2 separate regions of the Capra hircus genome follow, and region 2 is linked to region 1. The links are chromatin contacts, called in public Hi-C maps. All regions are on one chromosome and are shown on one strand. The core of a region is the stretch at or near the end of the contact, and the rest is flanking DNA. Distances in the headings are between cores, read along the strand shown.

Region 1 (5,251 bases), core at 2,039-4,538:
TCTTGCCTGGAAAATCCCATGGACGGAAGAGCCCGGTGGGCTGCAGTCCATGGGGTCGCTAAGAGTCGGACGCGACTGAGCGACTTCACTTTCACTTTTCACTTTCATGCATTGGAGAAGGAAATGGCAACCCACTCCAGTGTTCTTGCCTGGAGAATCCCAGGGACGGGTGAGCCTGGTGGGCTGCCATCTATGGGGTCGCACAGAGTCGGACACGACTGAAGCAACTTAACAGCAGCAGCAGCAGCAGCAGTAGCTAGAGGGGTGAGTTTGCAGAGTGTTGCAAAGTAAACTGGGGCCAAATCACACTAAGGATATTGAGTTATATTCTCAGGGCAGACTTTAAGCAGGAAGCAGGCATGACCTAGAGAATGGATTTGAAGAAAAAGGGACACAAATTGGAGAAGAAGAGATATAAGAAATTAGAGAAATCCAGTAAGAAGCTATTGCAGTGGTCCAGGAAGTGAAAATGGTGGTGACTGTAGAGATGGAGAGAAGTAACCTGATTCAAGATACATTTTGGAAATTGAATCTACATTACAGATAAATTAAGCATAGGGAGAAAGCAAAGACAAAGATGACTTTCAGGTTTTTAGCTTGAGCAACTGGTGAATGCGAATGTTATTAGTATTTACTAGGCTTGAAGGAATAGCTTTCAAAGCAAGGCGGGGTGTGTGCTCAATTGCTCAGTCACATCCAACTCTGCACTCTGTCCATGGAATTTTCCAGGCAAGAATATTGTAGTGGGTTGCCATTTCCTACTCCAGGGAAATCTTCCCAACCCAGGGATCAAACCTGCATCTCTTATATCTCCTAGACTGGTGGACAGATTCTTACCACTGGCCATGTGGGAAGCCCTTTAAAGCAAGAGGTGGAAGGTAATAGTTACCCAACTCTATATGATAAGTGCAAGAAGACAATGATACAGCCTGAAATAGATTCAGAGCTGCCCTCAGCACTCAAGACACAACCCTCACTTGAACCACTATAATCTTCTCTTCCAATTACCTAAGAGATGATCCCCTTCAAGGTCTAAGGTCTTGAAGGGCAGCGACTCCCCCTACTCCCTTTCTCCTTTCTGCTAATATGCATGCTGATGTGGCTTCTGATTCCTTTTTACATTTAGAGCATTTACTACTCTCTGCCCTGCAGGACAACTTTGAATCATCTCCACAACACCTGTGTGGCATCAAAAGTGTTGGATTTGTGACCAGAAAACCTTCACTATTTTTCTGATTAGCTGAATGACCTGGGGGATGCTATTTAGCTTCTGGGAGCCCTGTAGGTCTTTGAAAAGACAATATTAATGATTACACATAAAAGCACTTTGTAAACTTGTAAGCACTATCATAAATAAGTGTTGTTATTCTTTTTCTCATTTTGGTCTTAGTCATCACCTCTGCTACAAATAATCTGCCATTCATTTTGCCCTGTTGTCTTCCCTTTCTCCTTGCTTGCTTCTTCTGTCTCTTGTCCCTTCTGCCACATAAATTTGCTTTCCTGAAAAAGACTGGTTATTTGGAGACATCATCACCAGCCAATCATAGCTCACCATTCCTTCTAGCTGGTAAGCCAATCAGATGTAACCTCCAGGTCTCTTTTCAGTGTTGCTAGGGCTTCAGGTCTACTTCTAAAAGCTGACTTGCTTGCTTTCTACTGATTCTCATTCTCTCTCTTTCTGTTTCTTCCTCTCCCTCTCCTTTACCCTTCCTCCCCCTCCCTTCTCCTGTCCTTCCTCTGCATCCCTCTCCCCATTCCCTGTTCAGAGTTTGGAGCAATTCCAAATACTTAAGCCTCCCGGAAGTTTGGGTTATGGATAAGCAAGATTTGACTGTATTTTTTCCCTTGAGAAATAGAGAACAACCATTCCATGTTCAATATTATAGCAAGTATTTTAGCAGCTTAATGTCCCTTGGCTGCATACAATTTAGTTTTGTTTATGGGGTTTTTGGTGTACAAATCAATTTTAATTCAGATAGATTAGAGCATAAACTGGCATTAAATTTGGAAATGAAACATCATACCTCTTGAACCTCATTGGGCTTCACAAAATGCATTCAGAATATTTTAAAGCTCTTCCAGTTTTTAACTGATGACAGAAGATGATAAACACATTGTGCTTATCATGCTCCTGTTTCTTCAACTGTCAGTGCTGGGGTTGTTGAAGAAAACCACTGTGGATAGCAGTAATTTGGGAACTAATACCTAATGGCTAAGTGGGTGTTCTCTCACTCACTTCCTGTTTATCTTTGGAAGCTAATTAACATGGGAATAATAGCTAGAAACCCTGCCTTTTTAGAGGACCCGCAGGTCCATCTTTAAATGCGTATAGCTGGGATGTTAAGAAGATTCCCTTAACACAGAACAGCTCTGCTTTCTAAAACCATAAAGGCGTTTGATAAGGAAAAATAACTAACAAGTGATGTCTTTCTCATAACCTTTGCTACCTACTTAAAAACTGACACAGTACAAGAATTTGCAGCTTAAAATGACCAGAGAAGTGGCAGAGAGCCAGAATTCTGTCAGAGATGGCTTAGAAAAGCTTAATGATTAACAAATGGGTCACTGCCTTCAGGCTCTGACCTTTAGAACTAACCAGTTTTAGCCTTTTGGTTCGGTTTCTTCAAATCATTCTGTATCAAGGCAAAAACATCCCCTAATGGCATAGAACCACCCATCCAAAAAGGAATTCTTAGGCAGCCCACATGTTTGGTGAGTAGCTCTTCTGATAGCAAGTAGTTGGTCCTGAGCACAGCATTAACAACTGGTAAAACGTATTTTTGGTTAGAGTTTAGGGAAGGCCCTAAGCACTACCACATATCCTGCAGGTGAAATGTACGAAATTCGGTTAACATGGTAACGGCTCTAAAAATACCTAGGCTACAGTTTAACCACAGAGTTTCCTCCTTAACGTAAAAGAGCCACCGTCAGGAGCTGTTCGAAAGTGCAACAAAAGCAATCTCTGTCGGACTTTGTGCAAGCAGGCTATTAAATCAGACCTGGCAATGACAATCTGCAGCCACCCTGCATCAAAGTAATAATTACGGTTTTGCAGACCAGGACAGCCAAGCACAACCCAGCTCAGAAAAAAATGTTAAATTGATAAGCCTTTTCTTTTCCTCCTCCAACCCATTTTTTCTCTCCCTCACCCCACCCCCACCTCCAGGTGGACTAAGCAGGGCGTGGCATGGGTGCAGAGACAAAGAGTCACCACACTGTAACCACAGGGCCCCACCCGGAGGGAAGCCTGGGGCAGAGGGACCCAAGGGACAAGGGGCTGACTGCCCTGGTTTTCCCAGCAGCCTCTGCACCAGGCTCCCACAGAGGGTACACAGAATCCCTCACACCGGGCAAGGGGGTGGTTCCCATCTGGGCCCTTTGCTTGGCAAAGACAGAGAGGGTGGGATCAACCTTTTCCTTGAAACTTTTGCAGTTTGAGTTGGAAACACAGTTGTTATTCAGTTGCTCAGTTATGTCCAACTCTCTGTGACCCCATGGACTGCAGCACACCAGGCTTCCCTGTCCTTCACGATCTCCTGGAGTTTGCTCAGATTCATGTCGGTTGAGTTGATGATTCCATGTAACCATCTTATCCTCTGCTGCCCTCTTCTTTTGCCTTCAGTCTTTCCCAGCATCAGGTCTTTTCCTATGAGTCAGCTCTTCACATCAGATAACCAAAGTATTCGGGTTTCAGCTTCAGCTTTAGTCTTTCCAATGAATATTCAGGAAACAGAGTAGGCTCTTTTGAATTCTGAAGGTGGTTGGCTGTGCAGGGTAAGAGGTTTCTTACCTAATTCAGTCATGTCCAGCCTGCCAGATTTTGTAAATAAGAATACCTGGCACCCAGTTACATTTGAATTTTAGATAAACGATGAATAATTTATTTAGCATAAGTATGACTCATGCAATACTTGGGATATACCTATGCTTAAAAAAAAAAATAGTGTTCAGCTGAAATTCACATTTATCTGATTGTCCTGTATTTTTTCTGGCAGCTCTAATAAGGTCCTTAATATTTTTCCTTCCTAATAGTCTCCCTAACCTCTAATACCCAATCAATAAGATGGGATTTGTTTGTTTGGAGTTGTTCACTTTGGTTGGTTTTTTAATCCTCATATCGTGTCCTACTCTTTGCGACCCCATGGACTGTAACCCACCAGGCTCCTCCCTCCATGGGATTCTCCAGGCAAGAATACTGGAGTGGGTTGCCATTTCCTTCTCCAGGGGATCTTCCCAGCCCAGAGATTGAACCTGGGTCTCCCGCATTGCAGGCAGACACTTTAACCTCTGAGCCACCAGGGAAGCCAAAAGATAAGCTACTTATAATTAACATTTTATAAAAGAGAATACTGATGATCGAAGAGGTTGAGTGACTTGACCAAGATCACACAGCTAACAAGTAGCAAAGCTTATAATAAACCAGTTGAGTATGATCCCAACTGACTTTCTCAACTACTTTAGTATGTCCAATTGTTTCTATTATTTAGTTGCTAAGTCCTGTCCAGCTCTTGTGACACCCTGGACTGTAGCCTACCGGGCTCCTCTGTCCATGGGATTTTCCAGGCAAGAATACTGGAGTGGGTTGCCATTTTCTCCTCCAGGGGATTTTCCTGATCCAGGGATCAAACTCAAGTCTCCCACGTCTCATCTCCTGTACTGCAGAAAGATTCTTTACTGCTGAGCCACTGGGGAAGCCCTATGATATAGGTGATACTATAATAAAATGAAGATTCATTTTACAGATTTAGGAACTGAGGTTTGGATACATTAGGTAATTTCCTCCAAGATCACACAGGCTAGGCTTTGTAGCCAGAAACACAAAATTTAAATCATGGCTAATTTATTTATTAGCATACAACGTTAGGAAAGGCTCCATAGCATAAATTGGAAATGTTAATACCTCTCTCACAAGGAAAAAGCTATGTACATGGTAAGCACTCAACACACATGCACTTATAAAATGATTCTGAGAATTATCTTTACTTGGCACCTGTGACAAGAGACATAAGAGAATATTTTAGGTCAGGGATTGGCAACATTTTTCTATAAGAGCTAGAGAGTAAATATATTGGTCTTTGTAGGACAAGAGTCAGAATCAAGGATATTATTTAGGCAGTTACATAACAGGAGAGAGAACAAAGTCCCACAAATCTTTTTGTAAAGAATCACAAATTTAATAATAATAATAATAACTGAGTACAGTTTTCCATAATATAGGTCTCCTAATGAGAAGAAGGGAATTCTTTTATTG
Region 2 (5,251 bases), core at 1,656-4,155, 550 kb after region 1:
CAATTAATGCAACTCCAAAATGTCCAAATATTCTTTTAAAATACTATTTTTAAACTTAACAGAAAACTTAAGTTATGTGTGTGGTAAAGCTACTTCTTCAGTAACTTTTACCTTCACTTCATATCAGAAACTTGGGCAAAATCAGCTGCAAATACTACGTATGTATATATGTATGTGCAGATATATAATCCAAAGAAATAAAACCTCCTCATGTATGTAACATTTTTCTTCAAAAATATCTTCCCCATAGTTTTTAGCTAGAGATACAGACACTTCAGTGTCACTCTATTAGGCAAAATGTTTAGTGATACTTGCTAAGAAACCATTTTTTTTGAGTATACTCTATTAACACCTACACAACTGCTTAGTTTTAACTAAGTATTGTCCACTGCTACAATTCATATCACCAAATTTTTTTGTCTTAAATAGAAACCTTAATAAAATGCTTCAGTCACCTCAGACCAATAACTTAATCCTATTTTTCATGCCTTATACACTGGCCTACCAGTGACTCTCAATTCCTAACATATTTCCCATTCTGCCAAAAAGGAGGGCTCTACCTCCTATCCTTGATCAAAATTTGTTCATTATACCTGAAACTGCGAAGATTCATGCCTTTCAATAACCACTATCTTTTGAAATACAAAAGCCTAACTTTCAGACAGCCAGCTGTACCCCAATGAAATTCTTGGGTTTCTGTCTTATTCAACAAGCTGACTCAGTAAATTTAATACACCATATGAAAAAAGCGAACACACCTACAATCCAAAGATGGAGTAAATCCACTCTTGCCAGCATTTCTGGTTATCAGCTGATAAATTATATTTGATGTTCTACACAAGTCAGAGTAAAATTAACGGATACCTCAAGGTGTCACAGGACCTGAAACCTAAATAAAGCTGAGTATCAATTCAAGTATCACAATCAATACTTAAATTTTAAGTGAAACTGAAGTTTAATCTCTGCAATCACCATTTGCTACACACAATACCCTTGAACCTACATAACATTATCATCTGAGATCAAAAACCACTCAATCTCCATTCTATTACCTGTCAGAAGAGCACTGAATCTACAATGCTACTGAACTGTACATTTCATGTCCTATTCTCCATCATCTTAGAGACCATAAAAAAAAAGCAAATTTAACAAAATCTACTAAGAGCGTCTTTGAGAAGTATCAAAGACTATTGATTTCAAACTACAAAACTTCTAAACGCGGTTCAAAGTTGTAATTAACTTAGTTTTAACACAGAAACCTACTTTTGCCTTCAAATGAGCACCATATATGCTAAAATGATTCTCTCTAAAGTTATGCAAATCAGTTCACAACTCACATTTTAAAAGAATCTATCAATGCAACCCAGGAAACTAAAAACAATCACTGCATGATTCTGATGCAATAAGCCGTACGTGCAACACTAATTTTCCTTTTAATCTGATCTATACCCTTGATCTAGGGCCTAAAGCCAAGATTTAATCGAAATATGCTCAAGCTCAAAGCACCTACTTTTCTGTTCATTTAGTAGACCGGATTACCGAGCTCACTAATCCACTAACAGTGTACTGGATTCTGCGGACAATAGCCCTTAGAAAGAGACCCATCGGTGCCTTGACACTTGCAACCAGGCAAGAGTTCCGTCTAGCCGAACACACCCTAGGCTGAATGCATTCAAAAAAGACACAAAATATACATCTAGAAATCCGACCGGGGTTAAATGTCACCCACACTATGGACATTTTTTCGCATCCGTCTATTCCCACGTTATCAGAGAGAGTGACAGAAAGGCAAAGAGGAGCAGCAGCCACAGAAATGGATACAGGTCAAGTCTAAGTCGAATCCATCCTCTTGATATCTCCTTTTGTTTCTGCTAACGATCTCTTTGATGATGGCTGTCATGTCTGGGAGCCTGTGGCTGAAGAAAAAGGAGGAGAGAGATGGCAGAAGCTGCTGGTGGCGGGGCTTCTTCTGCAGGATGGAAATGGCTCTGGACTTGGCGGTGGCTGATGCCCCTCGCTCTGCTGCCGCTTGGCTCTGGACCGCAGCCGGGTAATGGCTGCTGCGGCGGCTGCTGGATGGTTGCAGCGACTGGGCCTGCTTCTCCTCAGCAGCCAGGGGTCTGGCAGCGGCGGCAGCGGAATGGGGAGAAGAATAATCCTCGGAACGGCTGCCTCCTCCGGCGGCCTCCGGAGCCCGGGCCAGGGGGGGTGCGGCGGCGGCGGAGGGGAGGTTTAAAACCGGCCCGGGTCCCTGGATGTGCCGCCGCCGCCGCCGCCGTGTTGGAGGCAGTAGAAGGGGAGAGACCAACTCTCCGGCGTTCCCAGCCCTGGAAATGGTGACAGGCGACTCCGACCCCCTCCCCGGAGCTGCGGCCGCCGCCGCCGCCGCTTCTCCCCCCCGCTCCAGGAGCGGGAGGTGCCGCCGCCGCGCCTCAGCCGGCTCCCGCCCGAGCCCACGGCTTCCACCTTCCCTTTCAGGAGAAGCCGAGAAAGAGGCTGCACGGTTAGAAAAGACGAAGAGGGGGCGAGAAACGCCGCCGCTGCCGCCGCCGCCGGCCGGCCGGCTCCCCGAGGGCGCTGCCCCCGCGGCTGCTCACAGGCGCTGAGAGGGGCTCTGGGCTGCGGCCGCCGCCGTCTCTCATCTCCCTCGCCTGAGCCCGGCCTCGCCTCGCAGCGGCTCAACTCTCAAACTTCCATCATGGCTGCAGCTTCCGAGAGGAGAGATCTGAGCGCAGCCGCGTCCCGGCGCCCGAGCGCGTATCCTGCCGCAGTGCACAAAGAGTCCCGCCACATCACCGCCCGCCGGCCTGCCCGCCCCCTCCGCCGCCGCCGCGCCGGGAGTCCGGGCGCCTCGGGAGCCCGAGGGGAGGAGGGAGGCGTACCCGACCGCGCCAAGGGAGGGAAGGGCAGGGCCGAGACTGTAGGGAGGCGGCAGAAGGTGCAGCTCCGGGTCCCCAACCTGCAGGCGCACTGAGCATGCCCAGTATGACTGCCTAATGCTAGATCGGGCTTGTTGCGAGGCGCCCGCCTGTAACTGCACTTGCCGCGGCTTCTTCTGCAGCAACGCAGGGTGGGGGGAACGAGCTGAGCCACGGCCGGTGCCGTAAACTATTGCGAAGGTGGGCAGGCGGGGACGGGCAGCGGGGGGAGGGAAGGGGAGCGGTGAAGGTTGAAGCAGGTTTATTCCTCTGTGTCACTGACTTGAGGGTGAGACTACCTGCGCACAGGTGGAAAAGACCAGGTGACCGCGCTGGTCAGTGTTCAGGGAAACGCAGGGACGGCCCGTGCAGCGAGGACACCCTTCCCCCCACGCCCAGACTTCCCCGGCACGGCCTGCAGCCTGCCTCTGCTTTTGTACCTATGTCGGATCATAAGCGTTCGCGGGGATTTGACTGCAGGAGCCTCCGCCAAGAAGTCCCACCTCTCCACCCATCCCCGCCCGTGTCCTCAAGGTGTCAGTCTTAGTACAAAGAACAACCCCCTATTGTGTCTCCAGTGTGTATCACCTCACCCGGCTCCCTTTCACCGCCCCACCTCCCGCTCCCCCGGCTACTCGATTCATTTGCCCTAAAAATGAAAGCTCCTAGCAGAGCGCGCTGAGTGTGAGCACATCGCCCCTGAATTTCTAGATCCCCAAAGGCAACTGTCCAGGTGGGCTGAAAGCGGATCCCCGAAGATGGAATGCGCCCTGCATTCCCCCTGGAGAGCCGAGAATCTCTCCCCTGGGGTTTCCAGCTGAGTTCACCACTCCAATTCAAGCTCGATCCTTAGAGGCTCCTCGACCCGCCCCTTTTGGACCGCTGTGAAAACCTCGCTGGGTGAATCGCCCCGGAGCCAGGTTCTGCGCTCCCCCTAGCTGGGGAGTGCGCGCCGCAGACCCCTGTTGCAGCGCGGGAGGGCGAAGTACGTGATTGTAGGAAGCTGCAGCCCCTGTGAGTGGGCGGAGCCGAGGAGGGTTCAAAAGGAGGTGGAGGGATACGCGGGCCACGGTCGGAACTACTTTCAGGAGGAGGTCACGTGTACTTCTAGTTGGGGAACTTTCCAAATTCCCACTCCCATATGATAGCTGTAGAGGCAAATGCTTCGCTTCTTTTGCCCAGAGTGCTCCCGCCTTGCACCGGCAGCGGGACCCCAAAGCCTCCCGGGTCTCGGTGGAAGAACAGGCTCAGACGAGCCTCCTACTGGAGCGCTGTCGGGGCTGGCGCCGGAGGAGCTGGTTACACAAGCACCCACATCCAAGCACGTGCCCCCGCCTTCCCTCACCTTGGCTGCTGCCGCTGATTCTTACAGATCTCGGAGCGAGGGTTCCCAAGCTGGTCGCACCCTTTGCCCGCTACCCACAGAGCAAGCTAGAGGACCGAAACCTGAGACTCCGAGCTCTGGAATCACTGGCTCTGCCTTCCCAACCGTGGGAGAAGGGACTAGATTTCAGGGGTCTGTCGCATCTTTCTCGCTAGCGCCCTGCCCCCTTAGGGCGTAACTTTTCTGGTGCTGTACTCGCGGGGCAAAAGGGTATCTCCTGCAGCAGCCCGCTGCGTGAATTCAACGACGTTGCGACAAACTTTCAGTCAATACTTTCGGGCTGATGAGCGCGCCCCACCTACTGTAGACTCAGCCAAGTGACTTATCTGGTCGGAGAACCTAGTCCATGGCCTTCAGCCCAGAACAACCTTGTCAAGTCTGCTTACAGTTTGGATTGGTTGACCTAAACCGCGAAAGAGCTGGTTCAGAAACGCTGAGAACTAGAGTGCATTTACCCCAACATTGATCGGCCTGTAAAGTGAGTTGTCCACCGTCTGCTTGGAGAGAAAGAGGGCATCAACACCAACCTAGGAATTCTTTCTTTCCCCTGGGAAGTAAAACTCAAGGAGAATTTGAGTCCAAAAGAATTTAAGCTGATACCCAGGTTGAGGCACTGGTAGTTTTTTTAGATCTTGAGAATGGGATCAGTTTGCATGTGTATTGCAGTAATTGTGAATATGTGGCTAGGGAAGGTCTAAAGAGAATTTACTCAGTGTATGACAAAGAAAGTGATACATGAGCACATCATAGTTGCAGGCAGCCCCTGAAGACTAGAAACCTCAAGAGAGCTTGCTTAGACGCCACAGACCATTACCTAACTCCAGCACTACTAATTAAACCAGGGATATTTACACTGCTCTTAAGAGATCTCTGAGGCTTCATGAAACTTTGAATTTATATGCAACGTCCTTCTAAGATAGCCCTACAGGAGTTGCTGCTACTGCTGCTA

Evidence for each region. Hi-C and Micro-C count contacts between places; a contact is called where the count stands out from the background.
Region 2: a contact with region 1 is called in a Hi-C map of liver, with 7 times the contacts expected there. The contact joins the promoter of PTEN here to the enhancer-like site in region 1. A contact is called at or near these places in 2 of 5 Hi-C or Micro-C datasets (blood and liver).

Annotation. Positions count from the first base shown.
Region 1 is chr26:41,437,008-41,442,258 of ARS1.2, forward strand. All of the region lies in intron 3 of RNLS (renalase), which reads left to right. Among named protein-coding and RNA genes, the nearest start is that of RNLS, 190 kb to the left of the region's middle. Within about 2 kb of position 3,289, at least 1 of the 5 cell types and tissues checked has an H3K27ac peak or open chromatin away from gene starts, as enhancers often do.
Region 2 is chr26:41,985,871-41,991,121 of ARS1.2, forward strand. It overlaps PTEN (phosphatidylinositol 3,4,5-trisphosphate 3-phosphatase and dual-specificity protein phosphatase PTEN), which reads right to left and starts at 2,906. Exons shown (of 9, transcript XM_005698175.3): 1 at 1,822-2,906. The coding sequence starts at 1,900.